Linked DNA regions of Macaca mulatta: region 1 is linked to region 2. Evidence: chromatin contacts called from public Hi-C data. All regions are on one chromosome and are shown on one strand. The core of a region is the stretch at or near the end of the contact, and the rest is flanking DNA. Distances in the headings are between cores, read along the strand shown. Region 1 holds the start of TMEM151B (transmembrane protein 151B). Region 2 holds the start of SPATS1 (spermatogenesis associated serine rich 1).

The links. A called contact is a pair of places that touch in the nucleus more often than the background predicts.
Region 1: a Hi-C map of liver shows a contact between it and region 2, with 15 times the contacts expected there. The contact joins the promoter of TMEM151B here to the promoter of SPATS1 in region 2. A contact is called at or near these places in 5 of 14 Hi-C or Micro-C datasets (cortical neurons, fetal cortex germinal zone, fetal cortical plate and 2 more).

Annotation. Positions count from the first base shown.
Region 1 is chr4:137,844,106-137,847,940 of T2T-MMU8v2.0, forward strand. It overlaps TMEM151B (transmembrane protein 151B), which reads right to left and starts at 2,356. Exons shown (of 3, transcript XM_077999839.1): 1 at 1,928-2,356.
Region 2 is chr4:137,771,960-137,775,759 of T2T-MMU8v2.0, forward strand. It overlaps SPATS1 (spermatogenesis associated serine rich 1), which reads right to left and starts at 1,643. Exons shown (of 8, transcript XM_078001047.1): 1 at 1,394-1,643. The coding sequence starts at 1,532.

The DNA.
Region 1 (3,835 bases), core at 1,106-3,605, 73 kb after region 2:
TGCAGAGAGAGACACCCCAAGAGGCAGAGAAAGATCAGAGCCAGAGATGGAGGCCCAGGCAGCAAACACAGATGGATAGGACGGTACCCAGAGAGTGTCCAGAGACAGACATAAAGAGGGCAATGAAACAGGAGAAGGTGTGGACAGGGAAGACAGGGGAGGACAGACAGACAGGCATCAGCGAAGGCAGGTCCCCAGCCCAGACCCCTTCCAGGTCCTCTAGAAAAGGGGGAGGGACCCACTGACATCACCTCCCCACTTAACAAGTGGGGCCCTCACTTCCAGATTTGTTTCAGTCCTAGGTTCTAGAGGAGCTGCTCCCCTCCGACCCATCCACCTCCCTAACCCTCACAATTAGCCTAACACCTCCTTTGGAGAAGGGCCTCCAGAGAACCCCAGGCCCTGTCTCATTCCCCATGTTCTGGACCCTGGTTCCCCTGTGAGTCTTCCTCCTGTGCCCTGACATCCTTCCCTTTGTCCTAGGATGGGAGGGAGGGGGCTGGGGTCCCTGAGCGGCAGGCAGTCCAGGAGGAGGTATCCAGAAGGGCAGAGGCATGTGGCTGAGGAGAAGACAGGCATAGGGGATGTGGGACCAGGGTAGCGAGGACAACGTTTGAAGCCCAGCAATTTGTCAAGAGAAAATGATTTTTGGTACTCTCTTGGAGCCTGTCTTTTAAAGCACTTGGCACATTCTGTCCCAGGGTTGGCCCAGGATTTGTTTACATGTCGGGCTCCCCACTAGATTGGGTACTCCTGAGGACCCACACTTCATTCTCTTTGCATCCTAGGTGCCTACCGTGGTGCTGGCCCCCAGCAGCCACATCCTAATTGAGTGTTGAGTTTGATTTATTGTAGTGGCCTGTTTTCCCACCCCTCCTCTCTGCTTTCTAGCTTTAGGAACCCATCCCCCCACCACACACACACACACACAGCTGCCTGCTGGGATCCTGACTTACCCCCTCAATTCCTCAAGCCTGACCTAGAGGCCAGCCAGGGAAGAGAGGGAAGAGAGGAAAAGAGTGGAAAAGAAGGTACAATAATAGGCATCGAGCCCTGGATCTAGAAGTATGGATAGTTAGGCGAGCTAGGAAATAGCACACAATACATGTGGACAAGGAGGTTAGGGTACATGTGCCTTTCGGGGAGCCTTGTCCTTAGGAGGTATGAACACATGGGCCCCTTCGTGTGCCTACCTGGTTGTGCGCTTGTCCCCATGTGGGTACCTCTGAAAGGGGCTTTACCTGCAGGCCTATCCCCTCTTGTGTGCCTCTGCCCTAGTGCAGGGTGCATGCGTGTGCACAAGTGTGCATGGGAGGCTGGAGTGGGGGTGCTCTTGGTACTTTCCTCCGTCTCTTTGTCTTCAGGTTCAGAGGACTGAGGACTAGTGACCCCAACTAGGGATATGAGGAAGCAGCAGGAGCCTCGTGAGAGGTGCACACCCCCCCTCCCACACACACACTCCCAATGACCACAGGGGGGATCCCCCTGTACACATCTGACCTCCTTAGGGTCCTAGATCAGGTAACACCACCACTTCCCCATGGTACCCTCCTCGTTCTGTAGCCCCTACAGGTCTCCCTTCCTGGCCTTCAGGGTAGCATCCCCCTCTGTGAGACAGGATCCCTGCCACCGTCCCCACCCCGGTAGAGCCTAGTCCCCTCTCTCATAAGCCCAGGGTCCGCGAGGCTCCGCCCCTAGGCCCCTCCCCCTGCCCGGGACCCCTGAGCCCCGCCCCCGGCGCGGCCCCTTCCCCGGCACCGCGGACCGCCGCCGGGTGGGGGCGGCGGCGCGGACTGCGGCTGCAGCTGCCGGCTCGGGGTGCGGGGCGCCGGCCGCGCTGCGGCGGAACCGGCGGGGGCCGCGTGCGATGGGGGATGGGGGGCCAGGCTGCGGCCGCGCTCGGGGAAGGGGCGCCCTCGACTCTCACCTCCTCTCGGGCGGGGCCCTCGTCCGCCGCCGCCGCTGCCGCCGCCGCCGTGAGCTCCTCCGGGACTCCGGGGCCGCCACCGCCGCCGCCGCCGCCGGCGGCGCTCTCTCCCGCAGCCGAGCCAGGGGGGGACATGGCGTAGAGGGGGCGCGTCGAGCTCAGGACCTCCCGGGGGGCTGCCAGGGGCCGGGGGCATCCTGCGCGGGCCCTGGGGAGAGGACGGGAGGGGGCGGGGCCCTCGCTGCTCCCCACCCCCCGCCGGGGGGAGGGGGCCCGGAAAGGGCACCGGGAGTAAGGGGCTGGGGGTTGGGGGTGGGAGGCAGGCTAGGGGGGCCGGGCCGGGGGGGCCGGGGCCGGGGGCGGGTGTCACCTTGAGGCCCTCGCGGCGCCGCTCCGCCTCCCGCCCGCTCCCGCCGCCGCCTTTTGTCTGAGCCGAGCTGGAGCCAGCGCGCCCCCCCTTCCTCCCAGCGCAGCCGAGCCCCGCCCCCAGCCCCCCAAACTCCGCCTTCCCAAGCCTACCTAATAACCACCCCCCGAAGGGGTAAAGCAACAGGGACTCCCCACACCCCTTCCCCGCTCCCAGCCCTGCTCACTGCACCTCCCTCCCGCACTCCCATCTTGGGAGAATCTATGCCGCAACTCCTCTCCATCTGTTCTCCGTGGACTGGGTCCCCGAGGTTCAACTAACAGCACCCCGCCACACACACACACATCTCTGGTTCCCCCAAGTTCCTGGGGCACAGGAGTGGGGAGAGGAACTTGATCCTTGAAACCCTAGGGAAGATCCTTACTCCCAGTTGCATGGTGAAGGGTTAAAGCAGAAGCTAGACTTCCAGAGGAATGGAATAGGGTGAAAGGGAAGAGACTGAAGCTAGAGGTGGGAAAGGACTAACAGAGGGCAGAGGGAGGACATTGGAACCGGCCTTCACTGAACCATCTTCCTTCCCTAAAAGAGCAGCTCCAGAGAAGCAGTGAAGTGTGTGCAATGCCCTACGCTGGAGGGCAGGAAACCTGAGTTCTAATTCTCAATCCTGTCTCTGTCATTAAGGAGTTATGTGACCTTGGGCAAGTGCCTTCCTCTCTCTGAGCCTTAATTTCTTCATCTGTGCAGTGAGGAAATTGACTGGACAATTTCTAAGGCTCCGACTTGTGGGTGTAGGAAGCAGGCCAGGCTGAGCCATTGCAAGCAGGCTATCCTTTCAGGCCATCCCACACTGCTCTTGCCTGCATTCCCTGGCACAGCAGGAAGGACCCTGACATTCATTCATTCATTCCTGGATGTCTCCATTCAGTAAACAGGTGTTGGGTACCTATTGTGTAACCAGTACAGAAGTGAAACACAGTTTCCTTCCCTCAAGGAGCACAAAGTCTAATGGGGAGAAAAGAACAGGAAAACCAACCATTATGAAGGATGTAATAAAAGCCATGCATGATCAATCTTGTGCATACACAGTTACTGTGGAATCCTACTATGTGTCATTAGAGTCTTTGACATACAGTAACTGTTCTCGCCAATTACTCATAGGGAACCAAGGCAGAGGGAGAGTGAATGGCTTACTCAAGGTCACCTGCTAGCACTCACAGAGCTAGTCCTAGAATTCAGATCTTTCCCACTCAAAAGTCTATGGGGAATATTTGTGGGTAGGGAGTTAGTTTGATGTCTGATTTTGGGGGATAGGGTACAAGCACACTGATCTGCCCAGGATGTTCCTTCCCCTTATTGGGAACAGCCACTGTTCCCACCCCTCTAGTACACTCCTGGCCCTGTCTTCGTTTTAGTACTCTTCCCTTTCCAGGCAGGTGAAGGTGGCTCTCTGTCCACCTATTGCTTAGAGCTATCCAGCCTGCATGGCCCTCTCCAGGTTGATGGGCCCATTCTCCCTGCCCAGAGGAAGGCGGCTGTCCAGA
Region 2 (3,800 bases), core at 393-2,892:
CATCTCAGCTGATTGTCACAATAGCTCTGTCTGGCAGGGAGAAAAATAATACATCAAGCCATGTTTGTTTAACATGGATATTCATTTAACCAAACACTATTTCCCACCCCTGCTTATCTGCTTCATAATGGGCCTAAGGATCAAGGACAGAAATTTTTAACCTGTTTTTTTATTATATCCCCTCCCCCATAAGCAGTAATGAAAGCAATCGTTTCTCTGATGGAAAAATGCACACACACACACACACTCGTATCTTCAATTGATTTGTGGAGCCCCTTCCTTCCTGAAATCCATAGATTCCATGTTAAGCTAAACTCAGATGTGTTTTCCTGAATAGACTCTCCTACACAGCAGGAAAGGACACCATGGGTCTTTCATTAATGTGGTCTGGGACCTGGTGCCCTTCTGGTACCCCTAACTCAAAAACATGGATCCTCCCTAGGACATCCTTAAAACAGCAGCTTCTTCCTTTACCCCAAACCAAACTGGAAACTGCAGGAAGGTCTGGAGCTTAAAGTTTGAGAATCCCAGAACCCTTTTCTCCTTGCTGTTCCAGACACACTTGGACAATTAATAGTTCTAACTCCTCCAGCTCCTCCTTCTCTGCGGTCCCAGCTTATATTAATAGCTGGGTGGAATGAGTTGTACCTCCCTCCTTTCTCCCCACTGTGAAGGAGAATGAGATCACAGACCCAGAATACAGAAGACCAGGGAGAAAGCTAAGATCTGATCCAGCAAAGTCTGGACATTTCACAATCCCTTTTTGCAGCACTCAGGCCTCTCACCCATAACAGGTAAATGACAACTTGAGCGCAGGCGCGCTCTGAGCTTTTCTGGGCGACTGTGGCTGTTCAGGCGCCATGACACTGTTCTCTAAAGGCAAACGCGTCCCTGAATATCCTCCTTGGCCTTAACCAATTATGGAGCTACCAGCCATCATTTAATTTTTAAAGTGTTCATAATTCCCACCTAAACTGTCCCATCCAATAAACAGTGACACAAACCTATTAATAGCTGAGCAAAGATGAAAGGACACAGGCTCGGGAGTATGGCAGACTCACGTCAAATCTCAAGCTCATGTCAAATCCCAGGCTCACCATTTATTAACCCAAGCACTGGGAAGGTCAAATCTCTGGCTCCCTTTACTCATAAGGGAGATCCAGTGAGGTAATTTATGAGACTCTGCTTCGGTGGTGCTCTCTGCCTAATCAAATCTCGAGTTAGCACAGCCATAAGCTACTATTCAAGCAGCTCTTTTTACATGCCCCCAAATTAGCTTCCTTCTAAATTTCAAATGGTGCCCTCCACCTGCCCCCGCCCCCGGATGTAGTATACTTGGATGTGGCCACCAACTCCACACCCAGTGAGTGCTCTGGATTTCTTAGAACTCAACTGTAGGTCCTCTCCACCTCGGTCATGCCAGAGTCCCTTTTTTCTGGAACCTTCTCCAGCTCTCTGCCGCGGGTCGCGCTTGAGATAGAGGGGAGACAGCAGCCCCGTGGACCGTTTCCAGTGATCATGGATGGACTCATCTGTGCACATGTTGATTTTAAATATTAGAAGCAACCCAGAGACAAAGAAAAGAACCTCTTAAGAAAGGTATCAGTCAAAACAAACAAATTCCACAAGCCACCGAAAGTCAGGCGGGCAGGACTGGCCTCTAAACCAGAGCCTCCCTCCCTCCACCTGGGCGATGCGTGGTTTGGAAGCCCTCGGAGCTCCAGCAAGTCCGCCCCCAGCCCAAGCCAGGCTCGCTGCACCCCCCCATCCAGCTCCTTCTTTTCCACCTCAGAGTCTTCCCACACCCTTCCCCAGGGGAGGCCCCGGTCTGTGCTCAGAGGCCTCCACGGAGCATGCGGCTGGGACCAACGAACCAACTGGCAGCCAAACTGCCTGCCGAACGCACGCCACGCCGAGGCCGAGGAACCGAGAGCCGAGAGCAAAAGGGACGCTGCGGCCGCCTGCTTCTCCCACGGAGGCGCGTTCCAGGGTTGCCGGGACACCGGCTCCAGCAACTCGGCGCGCAGCGTCCTGCCTGGCTCGGCTGCCGGCCCCACTGTCTGTCACCCCCGGACTCTCTTGCCATTGATACAGGATGGAGGCTTCTGAGAGATGAGGAGCTAGGGGCTCCAGCCATGGCCCGGCGTCACAGGCAAGGACCGCTGCAAAAGCCACTTTGTGGTTTTGGATTTTTTTTTTTTTTTAAGAGTTGTGGTTCTTTTCCAGGCAATTTTCATTATTAGAACTGTAGGCTCTGGTAGCAGTGAAAGATGCGCCCTCCACAAAGCTTGCAGATGCCTGGTTATAATTGGCATTGATTAGACAGGATCCACCTACCACTTACAGAGTGTCTTTTCTGGGCCAGGCGCCCTGGTGGATGTTATCTTCCTTAAGCAGCCAGCTGCATTTTTCAAAATAGAAAACCAAATTTTAGCAAAGGCTTGCTCAAGGTCACCCAGAAAACAGATTCATTTCTAAGTTTCCTCATTCCAAATCCACCACTCTTTCCATCATATTGACTTAAATTTATCTTCCTCATCCTTTCCAGTATTTAATAAATCTTGCATAGAAAGCTTTTCTCCAAGTCTAGTTTAAGTCCCTAAATTCGTGTTTAGACCAAATTTTCCCTTTTTTAAATTACTGATTATAAGAGAAATAAATGGTCATTATAGAAATATTGGAAAATATGGAAAAGTATTGTTAATATCCATGATCTCACAACGTAGAAGTTAAATACTCTTTTTCTGGATAGCTATTGCTGTATAACAAATCACCCCCAAACTCCGTTGTTTTAAACAACAACATCCATTTTTAATTTCTGATTCTGGTGGTTGGCTAGGCTAAGCTAGGCTGCTCATGCTTGGGGTCTCTCACAGGGTCTCAGTCAGAGGTCACAGAGGAGCTTCCTCACTCATGTGTCTGGTGATTGATGCTGGTTGTCAGCTGAGGTCAGCAGGGTTAGCGCCAGTTCACCCATGTGTGGCCTTTCCATGTGCTTTCTAACACCAGTGTCAGTTTCCAATGTGAGCATCCCAGGAGGACCAGGCGGAAGTTGTATTGCCTCCACAGTCACAAATGCATGGAGAGGGAACTTAGATCACACCTCTCCACCATGGTCATACTGTATGAAGAGCACAGGGCACAGGGGAGCTTGTGGCCCTCCTAGAAAACACAATCTCCCCTACTGATATTTAGGAGTTGTTTCCTCCTTGCCCTTTTTCTATGCACATGTATGTCATATACCGCTAGTGATTTACACCCCTGCTGATATTTAGGGGCTACTTCCTCTCTGCCCTTCTTCTGTGCACAAATGTGTTAACATTATATATATATATATATATATATATATATATATATATATATATATATATCTATCTTGTATTGGGCTTTTAAAATTTAAGATTACAGTTGATGGCCAGGGGCTGTGGTTCATGCCTATAATCCCATAATCCCAGCACTTTGGGAGGCCGAGGTGGGTGGATCACTTGAGGTCAGGAGTTCAAGACCAGCCTGGCCATCATGATGAACTATGTCTCTACTAAAAACACACACACAAAAAAAATTAGCCAGGTGTGGTGGCAGGCACCTGTAATTCCAGCTACTTGGAGTACTGAAGAAGAACTGCTTGAACCCGGGAGGCAGAGGTTGCAGTGAGCTGAGATCATGCCACTCCATATTCCATCCTGGGCAAGAGAGTGAGACTCCATCTCAAAAAAAAAAAGTTGGCCCTCCATATCTGAGGGTTTTGGATCCACAGATATGACCAACTACAGATTGGAAATATTCAAAAAATATATTAA